2 separate regions of the Mus musculus genome follow, and region 2 is linked to region 1. A link is a contact called in public Hi-C data. All regions are on one chromosome and are shown on one strand. The core of a region is the stretch at or near the end of the contact, and the rest is flanking DNA. Distances in the headings are between cores, read along the strand shown.

Region 1 (6,283 bases), core at 521-3,020:
GTGTCATTCTCTTCCTGCTTTCTCTCAACACACACTTGACAATGTGTTCATCGAAGTCATTTATAGTCAGCCATGATCGTTCTTGATGCTGAGAAGATGCATACTATGAATCAGAACAAATCTTATCTTCCAGTCAGTATGAGGGCCCTGCTAGGTAGAGGCCTAAAGCAAAGGAGAACAAGAACTGAATCCTGCTACTAGAAAGAGAACTGAGTACCAATGGCATCTATCTTTGGAGAAGGTGACCCAGTTGGCTAAGGTCAGCACAATTCATATCCATGTTTGTTTGCAGTTGATTTTATTTCTTTCTGCATTGCTTAAAAGAGTGGGGGAGGAGCGCTTTATTGCTAAGGAATTGTTTTGGATTTTTACTTTCTTTGAAGATGTTTGTTTGTGGTACTGCTGTGTAAGTAGAGATAATAAGCTCCTGCTTGGGATGTGGTAGATGGCTTTTAGGGATGCCTCATAAAACACAGAGGACTACGCAGATCTGGACAATCCTCAATTTAGAACTCATCTCTAACAATCATTTCGAAGATCCAACGTACTTTTGCATTCATGGCTGCTGTTGAAAAATGAATATAGAAGATTTTGATCAAAGTAATTTTAGTTCTTATCAGTAAAGTAGCACACAGAAGGCTATAAAAATTCAAGACAAATATTTTGTGTAGAGCAAATGGGGACTAGATGACCCTAAAGAACATATATTGCCATAGAAAAATTGCAACAATAAATTCACATGCTTTTTTTCTTAAGAAATATCTCAGAATTCTACAAGCTTCAGCCATCACTAAACACAGACATAGACACTATAAGACTCCTACCTTGAAAATGCATCACTGTTAGGGAGCACATTTCAGGATCTCTCTCTCTCTCTCTCTCTCTCTCTCTCTCACACACACACACACACACACACACACACACACACACACACACATACACACACACACCTGTATTACTAAATTATTATTACTCCTAAATCTCTTTGGTTCATGTCACTGAAAGGAGGGATGTTATTTCTTGTTTAAGCCACCCTTCCTGAAAAGCCTGGCTATTTTAAAAGTTATCAGTGAGCCTCTGGCAGCGGTTAGAATGCTTAAAATAGCCCCCTCTAGTTTCTTGCCTATTCAGCTATCAGAGCATTATTCTTCCTTAACCGAAAAGATGTGCTCTTTCTCCTCTAATGCTTATCTAATCTCAGAAGGAAATGTGCTAGGGACTACTGACATCTCCATAATAATCTTGGCCTGTGTTCTCTTACCACACAGTGCTAGGCTCCTAACTAACTTTCTCATTGTTCTGTGCATTTGCTTCCATGGATCCTGCTTCGTAGGAAAACCCTCTTCTGTCTTTATACATCACAGGGTATCAAGTTCTAACCACTGTGTGGGCTTAATGGGAACTTGTTGAAGGGCTGATGTTTTCTAACTTCTCTGTGGCCCATGAGTGAATGGCATCTGCAGAGACTATAAGAAGGAAACTGTGGGGTTTAAAGAAATTGAAGGAGCTGTGAATCAGCCGTTGAAAAACAAGAAAACAGAAGAGGCAAATAAGATCCGGAAGAGCACATTGTGAAAATCATCACTGTAAGATTAATTGCTAAACAGTACTGCTCCCGTGTGGCCACACTCTACCTCCACATGCCAACTTGAAATACGTTTATCTTCCCACTCTTTCAAAGTTTAGCTGAGCCTACTGACCTCACCATCGAAACCCACAGCACAAAATTAGTAGCTTCTAGTTGGGTGGTAGTAATGCATTCCTTTAATCCCATGCAGGAGCAGGTAGATCTCTGAGTCTGAGGCCAGCCCAGCTTACAGAGTAAGTTCTTGGACAACCAGGGCTGCACAGAGAAGCCGTCTTGAAAATCCAAAAACAAACAGACAAAAACCTTTACAAACAAACAAAGAAAGCTTCTACCTTTGCAAATGTAGTTGACATTTGTACATTTCTGCTCATCCGTCCTCTCGCTTTCAATCCACACTACCCAGAATTCAATGTTCTTCTAATGTGTTACACACGGATATCTACAGTCTTCTCATACACTTTGTTTCTCTGGTCCTTTTCTTTTCATTTTTCTTCATATTGTTTCCTTTAGTCACCTCCTTGAGCCTATAATATGACTCAAGAGTGTGTCTACAATTCTTAGCTCATGAAACTGTAAGACACACATGCCTCCTACATATGGACTTGGAAATTGTGGGTGTGTGCCACTGGTGTGAAAGTACCTATTGGTATTGCCTTAGCCGACAGTGTGAACCTGGGAGAACGGAGCCTAAAATGAAGTGGATAGAAGTGCATGTGCAACATACATCTTTATTTGGGGCATCAGGCAATTTATATGCTGAGGGCATTCTGAGGGTTAGGCAAAATCATATGGGCAAAGTTCACTTGAGGTCACAAGGGCAAGGTCACATCCAGTTGTTCTCAACCTGTGGATCATGACACTTTGGGCATCAAATGACACGTTCACAGGGTCACCTAAGACCATCAGAAAACATAATAGCATTCATAACAGTAACAAATTTACAGTTATGAAGTAGCAACAAAGGATCATGAGGAACTGTATTAAAGGGTCACAATATTAGGAAGGTGAGAACCAATGGTTAGGCCATATACAGTCACAGACCAACTCCTGCTTGGAAAGATCACTTTGAATAATAATGTGTAATCTAAAGTAAACCGACTCCTTTATTACACCTGGAAAGGGCACAACCCATGTTATGAAGAAACAGAGATTAACAAGAGTTTTGCCTTGTTTCTTTGGAGTTATTCCACAAGTTCTCAAAAAGTCCCCTCAAGCAGGTTCACTCACGGACCATGTTCTGGTGGCCAACGAACTCCCCAGGGATTAGATCACCTGGAGACGGCAGGACAGGAAGTGGTGAGTGAGTGCTGAGAAACGAACTCAGGTACTCTGGAAGAACGCCAACTCTCTTACCTCAAATTTGGAGTTTCTAGATATATGCACTTATTTTGTGAATGGAAATAATTTTTTTCCACACAATATATTCTGATATCTCCTTTCAGATTCCCCCAGATCCTTCCCCTCCAAGTCCATGTCTCTTTCGTTAGAAAACAGGCAAATATAGAAACAATCAATCCAGAATAAAACAAAACAAACAAAGGGAAAGAAACAAAGGGAAAACATTAGAAACACAAGTGCAGCAACAAAACCCATAACCCCTCAAAGCCAAAAACCATAATATAAGCAAAAGACAAGCAAGGTTTACAAAACAATACCCAAATTGGGCATTACGCTGCCACAGTCTCTGTGAATTCATATGTACACCAGTCCTGCAATGTGCAGAGGTACTGTTTCCTCACTGCCTTCTATCACCTCTGTCTTCTACAGTCTACCACTACCATGACCTAGTGATACTTCATTTGGTGTGAAGGCTCTAGTTAAGCCACACCTTAAATTCCCCATATTCAACAAGATATGTTCCCAGTGATAGGGTCTTACCATCAGTTTGGGGGGGAAACCAATAGCCGTAGCAATAGTGTGAGTTGTTTGAGGTTGCCCCTTGGTCAATAACTTAATTATATGTAACTCATTTTGGGGTTTGGAGTTTTCATTTGATGGGGAAAGAAATCTAGTCAGGGTTTCATTCTCTTGTTATTTGGTGATTCTATTTACATTTCTTTCATATATAATTTTTTTTGAGAATTCCTACTGCAGTAGGTTTTTTTTTTAAAGATTTTTTTTCCAGTTTTTATTAGGTATTTAGCTCATTTACATTTCCAATGCTATACCAAAAGTCCCCCATACCCACCCACCCCCACTCCCCTACCCACCCACTTCCCCTTTTTGGCCCTGGCGTTCCCCTGTACTGGGGCATATAAAGTTTGCGTGTCCAATGGGCCTCTCTTTCCAGTGATGGCCGACTAGGCCATCTTTTGATACATATGCAGCTAGAGTCAAGAGCTCCGGGGTACTGGTTAGTTCATAATGTTGTTCCACCTATAGGGTTGCAGATCCCTTTATCTCCTTGGGTACTTTCTCTAGCTCCTCCATTGGGAGCCCTGTGATCCATCCATTAGCTGATTGTGAGCATCTACTTCTGTGTTTGCTAGGCCCCGGCATAGTCTCACAAGAGACAGCTACATCTGGGTCCTTTCGATAAAATCTTGCTAGTGTATGCAATGGTGTCAGCATTTGGATGCTGATTATGGGGTAGGATCCCTGGATATGGCAGTCTCTACATGGTCCATCCTTTCATCTCAGCTCCAAACTTTGTCTCTGTAACTCCTTCCATGGGTGTTTTGTTCCCACTTCTAAGGAGGGGCATAGTGTCCACACTTCAGTCTTCATTTTTCTTGAGTTTCATGTGTTTAGGAAATTGTATCTTATATCGTGGGTATCCTAGGTTTTGGGCTAATATCCACTTATCAGTGAGTACATATTGTGTGAGTTCCTTTGTGAATGTGTTACCTCACTCAGGATGATGCCCTCCAGGTTTATCCATTTGCCTAGGAATTTCATAAATTCATTCTTTTTAATAGCTGAGTAGTACTCCATTGTGTAGATGTACCACATTTTCTGTATCCATTCCTCTGTTGAGGGGCATCTAGGTTCTTTCCAGCTTCTGGCTATTATAAATAAGGCTGCTATGAACATAGTGGAGCATGTGTCCTTCTTACCATCTTCTGGATATATGCCCAGGAGAGGTATTGCTGGATCCTCCGGTAGTACTATGTCCAATTTTCGGAGGAACCGCCAACTGATTTCCAGAGTGGTTGTACAAGGCCTGCAGTAGGTTTCTATTATGACCCCTCAAATGGAGCTTAGTGTTAGCTGTCCCTCCCTATAGTCCATTTTTTTCTCCCCTTTCCCTCCCTCTCTCTGTTTACTCTTCTGTTCCAGTCCACCTCCCTGTCTCTCCCTAACTATATATTCTATTTCCTCTTCCTTGGGAGATCCTTTCCTCCCTCCTAGTCCCTTAATCTATTCCTAACCTCTGTGGATATACCTATTGAAGACTTAAAAGCTTATAATAGAACACACACACACGAACACACACACACAAACACACACACACACACACACACACTCACTCACGTTTTCTTTTGAGTTGGGTTACCTCCTGACTCAAGATGATTTTTTTTAGGTCTATCCTCTTCCCTTTGGATTTTATGATATCTTTTTTGGCCTTCCCTTTACAGCTGAGCCCTTGAAGTTTGAAAGCTGTTTTCCTTCACCTGCAGCAGAGAGGGAAGTATTTCCATGATGCAGAAAGTCCTCTGCATGCATTAAAGGAAAGATCTAATGTTTATTTATAGTTACTTCGACATCTATAATGAGAATCGGGGCCATCTTTATCTTTGTTTTACTAATAAAAATATTAAGCTCCAGAAATAATTTAAAGCATTGCCAAAGTCTACAAAATTATATAGTACCAAGGGTGTAAAATCACTCATGGGCATTTCCCCCACAATACATTGTTGCAGTCTGCATATTCTTCTACCTCTCAAAATATGCTTGTTCTGCCACTTCTCAAAAAGTCACTCCATAATCCTCTAGTGGGCTGTAAGATTTCATATACTGCATCTTTTCTTCCGGAAGCCTGTAGTGGTGAATTAGTTAAACCACTTTGGCTTAAGTGCTCACCCTCCCAAGAGCTCACGAGATTTACGAATGAAAGACACAAATATGCCCACTAATTTTGATGCGCCTTGACTACTAATTCAATGGCTGGGCATTTCTAATCCTCCCCGTGACTAGCATACATTCTCCCCTCCAACTTTCCTGGTCAACTTGCTAAATCCACATTTCATCTCTGCTACCCAGATCCAAACAGGGGGCATGGCCACTAGGACCATTTTCTCTGGATTCTTATATGGCTGGTTGCTTTCTTTCCTGAGCTCTTTCATCTGATCCTTCTGCCTTATGGTGATTCTCAGTCTTTCCTTTCTTTCCCAGTGTCTCGCCTGTGCAATCTAAAAGTCCTGTCTCCATCTCTCTGCCCAGCCATTGGCTGTATGGCAATTCTTTATTATCAGTGAAGCCAGCTGGGGGCAGAGACTCTCAGATCAGGAAGTTCAGCTTTTTGGTAGCCGAGATAAGAAAAACCATTACAACCAATCCCCCAACAGAATCCCTGTATATTTGCCTACTGAATGAACTGTTCTGTCCCTGTTCAGATCATTCACAAAACCTATTGCCATGTACATGCTCCCGTACAGTGTGAGTCCCTCCCTTCTTCGGTGTAAACATCTGCCTTCTTTATACTTCATTCATAAGTGTTATTACTTTAGTTCTAGGGTCATACATGAATAAACT
Region 2 (6,283 bases), core at 1,779-4,278, 710 kb after region 1:
CCTGCAAATTTCTCAGTGGATGACATATCCAGGGATGTAGCTAACAATTGCACTCATAATTATCTTTAGCATGAAATTCTGAGCCTAGTTAATTGAAACAAAATTGAAACTCAAAGAGAGACCTTTAGTGGCAGAGGACATAAGTTAATTTCCTCCCACCAAAAGGCTAATTTGGCAGTATTGGTAATTTAAGGGTCCAAAGAGCACAAGACTGTAGGGTGTAGTTCACTTTTCTCTATCTGGGTCACCAGCACAAACCCTGGGCAATATGGTAGAACAATACCACTGTAAATACAGCTGCTGAACAGAACTATGAAAATGCATACATTCTCTTCAATGTTGCTTACCAGAAAAAGTTCTAACATTGTTATACATTGCTTTCCCCTTGTCTTGGCTATTTGGGTCTTCTTCAAATGTCGTTTATGATTAAACAGCCACATACAATTAGCTGTCTTATTTTCACCTAAATGAACCAAAGCTGCAATGATAAACACATCAGCAGGCCCAGGGGTGGCAAATGCTGAGGCTATTCTAAATTAGTTGTTTACTTATATTTGTAATTATGGGCTGCAATACAGCCAGTTTGGCCCTCATACTTCCTCTTTAAAATACTGACAAAAATGTAAGGAAAAATTTAAAGGTATACTTTCAGCTATCTGCCTTTATTGTCTGGGTCAGTACAGTTCAAATATGAAATGCATCATTGTGGGCAGGTGACTGTGCACAATGAGCTCCTGAATGAAATGCACAAAACACCGAGATCCAGAGGGCCAAGGTAATTTTGAACTATGGCTAATTTATACATGCTGCTTCCCTATGTTATAAACATGGTCAATGCTGCATGTCATTGCCTTTATATTTGGTATGACTTCTCTTTTTTGTGGCTGTGTTGTATTGACATTCTTCAACAGATCAAGAGTAATACTGAGAGAGGCTGTTCCATAGAGACTAAGACTAAGGCATTATCTACCTGTCTTGTTCTTGCAATGACTAAACCAACTCAAAAAAGGAAAAAAAAATATTTTGCTATATATTCCATAGTTATAGGGAAGGTATAAGGGCAAGAGCTTGAGACAGTTGGTCCCATGTCACATTTGCATACCATCAGGAAGCAGAGAGCATTGCATGTTGTGCTCAGCCAGTTTTCTCTGGGGATCCCAGCCTGTGAAATGGCATTACCCATACTCAGTATGGGTCTTGCTGCCCCAGTTAACCAATGTACACAGACTCTCACAGGTATATCCAGATGGTAACCTAATCTAGACAGTCTCTCAAAATGCATGCATAGAGGATTGCCTCTTAGGTCATCCTAAATCTTGTAAAGTTCACAATATTAACCAGCATCCTTACTCTTGCAAGACTGTCCTTAATTTGTTCCTTTCTCCACAACGTATTTCAGTACATCTTACCCCATAATTATTGAGTCTAATTATGAAAAGACAACAGAGTGAAATGCAAATCAGTTGATATAAGAAAATTTTTTTCAGCAAGAAGAAAAGTAACAATAGATCTTCAGTACCCACTAGAGGCACTGCATTGTTACTCTGAGAAGCTGCATCATCAATGGTTAGGATAAAGTGGTATTCCCCCAAATTTGATGAAGAAAAGGCACTACCACTCTCCCCTTAAAAAGAGAGAGAGAGAGAGAGAGAGAGAGAGAGAGAGAGAGAGAGAGAGAGAGAGAGAGAGAGAATAAGATAATATGAAAAATTTGAAGACCAGAAAATTGAAGTGCCACATAGAATAATTCTAAAGAAAGTCCAGACTCCAGGGGAACAACCACAAGGCATTCTCAGTAATATGCATTCAAGGTAAATTCTGTACATCCAGCCCCCACTTAGCCTTCTTCAAGTTACTCACACAGTTGGAGCATTGCCACAGCCTCATACCATCTGTTCAGAAGCTCTATGTGAGACATAGTTAGCTTTGCTTTCAACAACTTAGTATGTAGAGATACCCTAGTGAGTTACCAATCACTACAGTGAAGTTCCAAGATAAACCTGTGCATTCCCTTGTTTCTTCATGTCCATGATGGTGTGCTGAGGAAGAGAAAACTGACAACAGAAGAGACAAAAACATTCCTAGGCTGGGGACAGACCTGATCATACAGAGCGAGGGTTCATTGTTGTTAGGTCTCAGGTTCTCCATAGATAAATGAGTTCAAGCTGGACTGTAGAAGGATTTCTGTCAGGTTACAAAGCCAGCACATGTCAGGAACTCATGAAACCAGTACCTGTCTACCAGAAGTCAATTCCCCTACATATCGCCAAGGGTCACATAACTACCTGTAGCACTATGAGCAGATCAAAGCCCGTGCTTTGCCTCCATGCTCCCTCAGTATCACAAGTTCCTGAAAAAGATTTCAAAGTCCATGCTAAGGACTGAAGAGATGGCTCGGCAGTTAAGAGGGTTATCTGCTCTTCCAGAGGTCCTGAGTTCCATTCCCAGCAACCACATGGTGGCTCACAACCATCTGTAATGTGCTCTGATGCCATCTTCTAGTGTGTAGATGTACATGCAGATAGAACATTCATATACATAAAATAAATACATGAATCTAAGTCCATGCTAGTACTCTGGCCCTTTCACCTTAGATCTGAGCCACTCCTATGCTTGCTGTTCTCATTCATTCCTCTCTTTTGATCTCATCTTGCTGTCTTCTGGCTCTCCTGCTGTGTTCTATTCTCTCTCTCTCTCTCTCTCTCTCTCTCTCTCTCTCTCTCTCTCTCTCTCTCTCTCTCTCTCATATACATACATATATATATATATATATATATATATATATATATATATATATATATATATACCCCGTCTTCCTGCTATTCTCGATCTCTTGCTCTCCCCACTGTTGTCTCCCACTGTACCATCTCACATCCTCTCCACCCTCTCACCTCTCTTGTACATATCCCTGGCCATGTCCAGTCTGTTTCTTTTATCCTGCTTTGGACACATCTTGATACCTCTGGATATTTACTCCTTCTTATTCAAAATAAAAACCCTTCCCCTTAATGATGGAGCACGCACATCAGGAGTTCCTTTACTGCATGCACCCCACCACTCTTGCATTCAACTGTTTCCTAAGAAAAACACAAGATTCAAATTCAAAAAGACTCAGAAGTAACAATATTCAGGATAAATTTTGAAATTAAACATGGAAAAAGTACTCCCTCAAAAATTTTAAAGGTTTCATAAGCCATTAAAGAAAGGCAGGACACTTCCAAGCAAATGCACCTAGACCATTCCTTAACACAACAATTCTCTTAACTCTAACCCATGATATTCCAAAAGCTTTTTTTATGCCATTATATGTTTGTGCATCTCATTTTTAAACAACAACTCTAACTGCCTGTCCTCTGCCTGTACCTCAGGGGTTGGCCTGAAATTCAGATTCCATCTGATAACAGTGTTATCTTTTTGGGTTGGTCGAAGTGAGTAATCTGCTGAGTTAATAGATTATGAAAGGGTTTTATCTATTGGTCACAGATGTTAGTTAAGCACTCTAGAAGTGTAACATAATAGTTCACGTCCCATGCCCCACCTGCCACTAAGAATATATCCTCAAGAAGTAAGCAACGTGAAAAAGATGGTGTGGAAGCAGTGAGAAGTTTTAGTGAACATACCACATGTAACATGCATTTCTCCCCAAATAAAACACATAATACATAGTAAAGTTTATAGGACATATTTTACTTTAGAATATATATTTTGCTCTTTCTATTTTAGTATATAAATTTGTAACATTTTTGATAGACACATATTTATTGACTTAATGAACCATAACTTTTAGCACTCTACCATTATAATTTTTAAAACTATCCTAAGTTTTCTATTTTAGAAGACATTTTTTGTCAAGAACCCTGTGGGTTATGAGACTTACACTACCTATAAGTTAAGTTAAGCTAGCCTAAGTTTTCTGGATGCTGATAAAAGACAGAAGCCTCCTGGGTCAGAGACAATGGTTTCTGTTGTTTAGAACACAGCAGGAAAAAAGAACTTTGTCTTCATGTCAGTTTCTCTACCCCTCTGAGTCCCAGAACACATTGGTCAAGTATATGCTGGGAAGGCAATGAGTTTATGTTAAAAATAGGGCACCCCAAGATTAGAGAAACCTAATTTTTTATAATTGTACAAATTTTCCTCTAGAGGGCTATGTAGCGCTCTCTATCTCTGTCTCTCTCTGTCTCTGTCTCTCTCTCTTTTCTCTTTCTCTCATCTCTCTCTCTTACTCTGCCTCGGTCTTTCTCCCTCTCTGTCTCTCTGTCTCTGTCTCTTGTGTTTGTGTGTGAATATGTATGTGTGGTTGCTGTGTTTATGTCTCTCTCTCTCTCTCTCTCTCTCTCTCTGTGTGTGTGTGTGTGTGTGTGTGTGTGTGTGTGTGTGTAGTTGCTGTGTGAATGTACTGGTAAACTTACCCTCATGGATGAGTGGGAAACACACAGGTCAACATTAGGTATATTTCTTTATTAATCTGCCGTAAATTTTGAAACAGGACCTCTCATTAACTTGGAGCTCACAATCTCATCTACACTAGTTATCAGCAAGCCACTGGGATTCACCTGTCTCTGAACCCCTCTGCAGCACTGGGGTAAGAGACAGGCCCCGCTGTGCCCAGCTTGTACATGGCTTCTGGAGATCTGAGTTCAGGTCCTCTTGCTTACATAGCCAGCACTTTACCGACGTTGCCATCTACCAAGTCTTGTTTCTCAAATCTTTTAGGCAGCAAACTCCTCCCCTAATGCAGAAAGAAACACACTGTCTGCCTCTTCATGCTATGCCCACATGAAGAACACTGCAGAACAAGAGGCTGCCCAGGATGCTACTCTCAACGTGTGCAGAAGCATAAGAGATTCAAAACTGTCTTCCTATACTTGCAGAGTGTCATTCAGGCCCTCAGGGCTTCCCCAGTTATTATGTATTTGATTAATATACTTCCATTTTGTACCTTGGGGTGTGATAGTATATTGAAAAGACAATGAGGATTTGTATAAAGCACAAGTCAACTCTAATATTGATTTATTGATGTGTTTAGAGAGCAATCTGAATGGATATTCTTCAGTTGCTAATAATTCCTGTTTTTATCTGTAGGATTTTGACTAAGCCAAATTTAAATTTACCTTTCTACATAGCTGTAACATTGTTATTATATAAAACAATACACCATTGTAACCTACATGAGTATACTTTTTAGATAGCTATTTAGCAATCCTTTATTTTTGAAAAAAACTTTTCTAGCAGTTAAATAATTGTCATTTTCAGCAAGGGTGAGCTATAACCCAGCACGGCTTCAAATTATCAAAACAGTTCCTAAGTAACATCAAAGTAAGTCTCCTGGGAGCATGCAGTGACAAAACCCGGTCACTGACCGATCTACTAAGCGCATGCACTTGTGATGAAATAAAACGAATCCTTCTACGCTAAGGGAAATTGCACACCACTGGGTAAAGTGTCTTGTTTATTTGTAAACAGCCATGTTTAGCTAAACCTGCTATCTTCACCAGTCCTCTTTACCAGCTTAATTCACTCTTGATGTCACTCAAAGACGACTTTCTGGTTGTATCTGGACACACTGATGTCTCGATTTTCTTGACAATTTGAAATAGAACATGTTCATAAGATGCGATATGAATTCAGGGGCATAGAAATATTTGACCTCTTAAGAAAACAGGGCTGGGATAAATTTACCAAAGCTTGAATTATTATGAAAAAGAAAAGCTGGCCCCTGGGACCCAGAAACCACGAAGATACACTCTGATTGGAAACTTTGACAGAGTCAGCTAGGTGAGAGCAGTGACCACAGCATTCCTCCCAAAACACTGGATCGTGCAAGTACTGCTAGACCACAATGGAAGCTATTTCCCACAGAGCCCTCCATGTGCTTATTTTGGTGAAGACACTAAACTGTAAGTCAGGAATCATATAATTCTCCACAGAAGCACAGAGAGCAAGAAACCCCAAGGAATTCTAACTATTCCCTAAAATTTGACAAGCCATACAAATCCATTCATTCAAAACTATGTGCCCAGGGCCAGCAATGAGCAAGGAACTTGAGATCCCAGTAATCAAGCAGGGGATGATGAGCAGTGCCTTTCTTATGAAGTCCTCGGACTGTATATCCTATTGTGGGGAGGGAATATAAGAAGGAGGATATGTAGTTTTGTTATCTTCTGTAGCAATAATCAAAATAATTTCACTGATAATATGACTTTTCCATGAGGAAAAACTAAACAGAAAAGGAGAGAATTCTTACTTCAGCTTGGCAGCCTTAATAATTTCCCCATAATAG

Evidence for each region. A called contact is a pair of places that touch in the nucleus more often than the background predicts.
Region 2: a Hi-C map of the G1E-ER4 cell line shows a contact between it and region 1, with 2.8 times the contacts expected there. The contact joins two enhancer-like sites. A contact is called at or near these places in 9 of 39 promoter capture datasets (the 3T3-L1 cell line, cranial neural crest, frontonasal cranial neural crest and 4 more) and 2 of 484 Hi-C or Micro-C datasets (the G1E-ER4 cell line and pre-megakaryocyte-erythroid progenitors).

The regions. Positions count from the first base shown.
Region 1 is chr6:65,577,176-65,583,458 of GRCm38.p6, forward strand. No RefSeq gene overlaps it. Among named protein-coding and RNA genes, the nearest start is that of Tnip3, 10 kb to the right of the region's middle. Within about 2 kb of position 1,771, at least 19 of the 459 cell types and tissues checked have an H3K27ac peak or open chromatin away from gene starts, as enhancers often do. A contact at or near this core is called in the G1E-ER4 cell line, where this site is marked.
Region 2 is chr6:66,285,938-66,292,220 of GRCm38.p6, forward strand. No RefSeq gene overlaps it. Among named protein-coding and RNA genes, the nearest start is that of Gm36408, 17 kb to the left of the region's middle. Within about 2 kb of position 3,029, at least 2 of the 459 cell types and tissues checked have an H3K27ac peak or open chromatin away from gene starts, as enhancers often do. A contact at or near this core is called in the G1E-ER4 cell line, where this site is marked.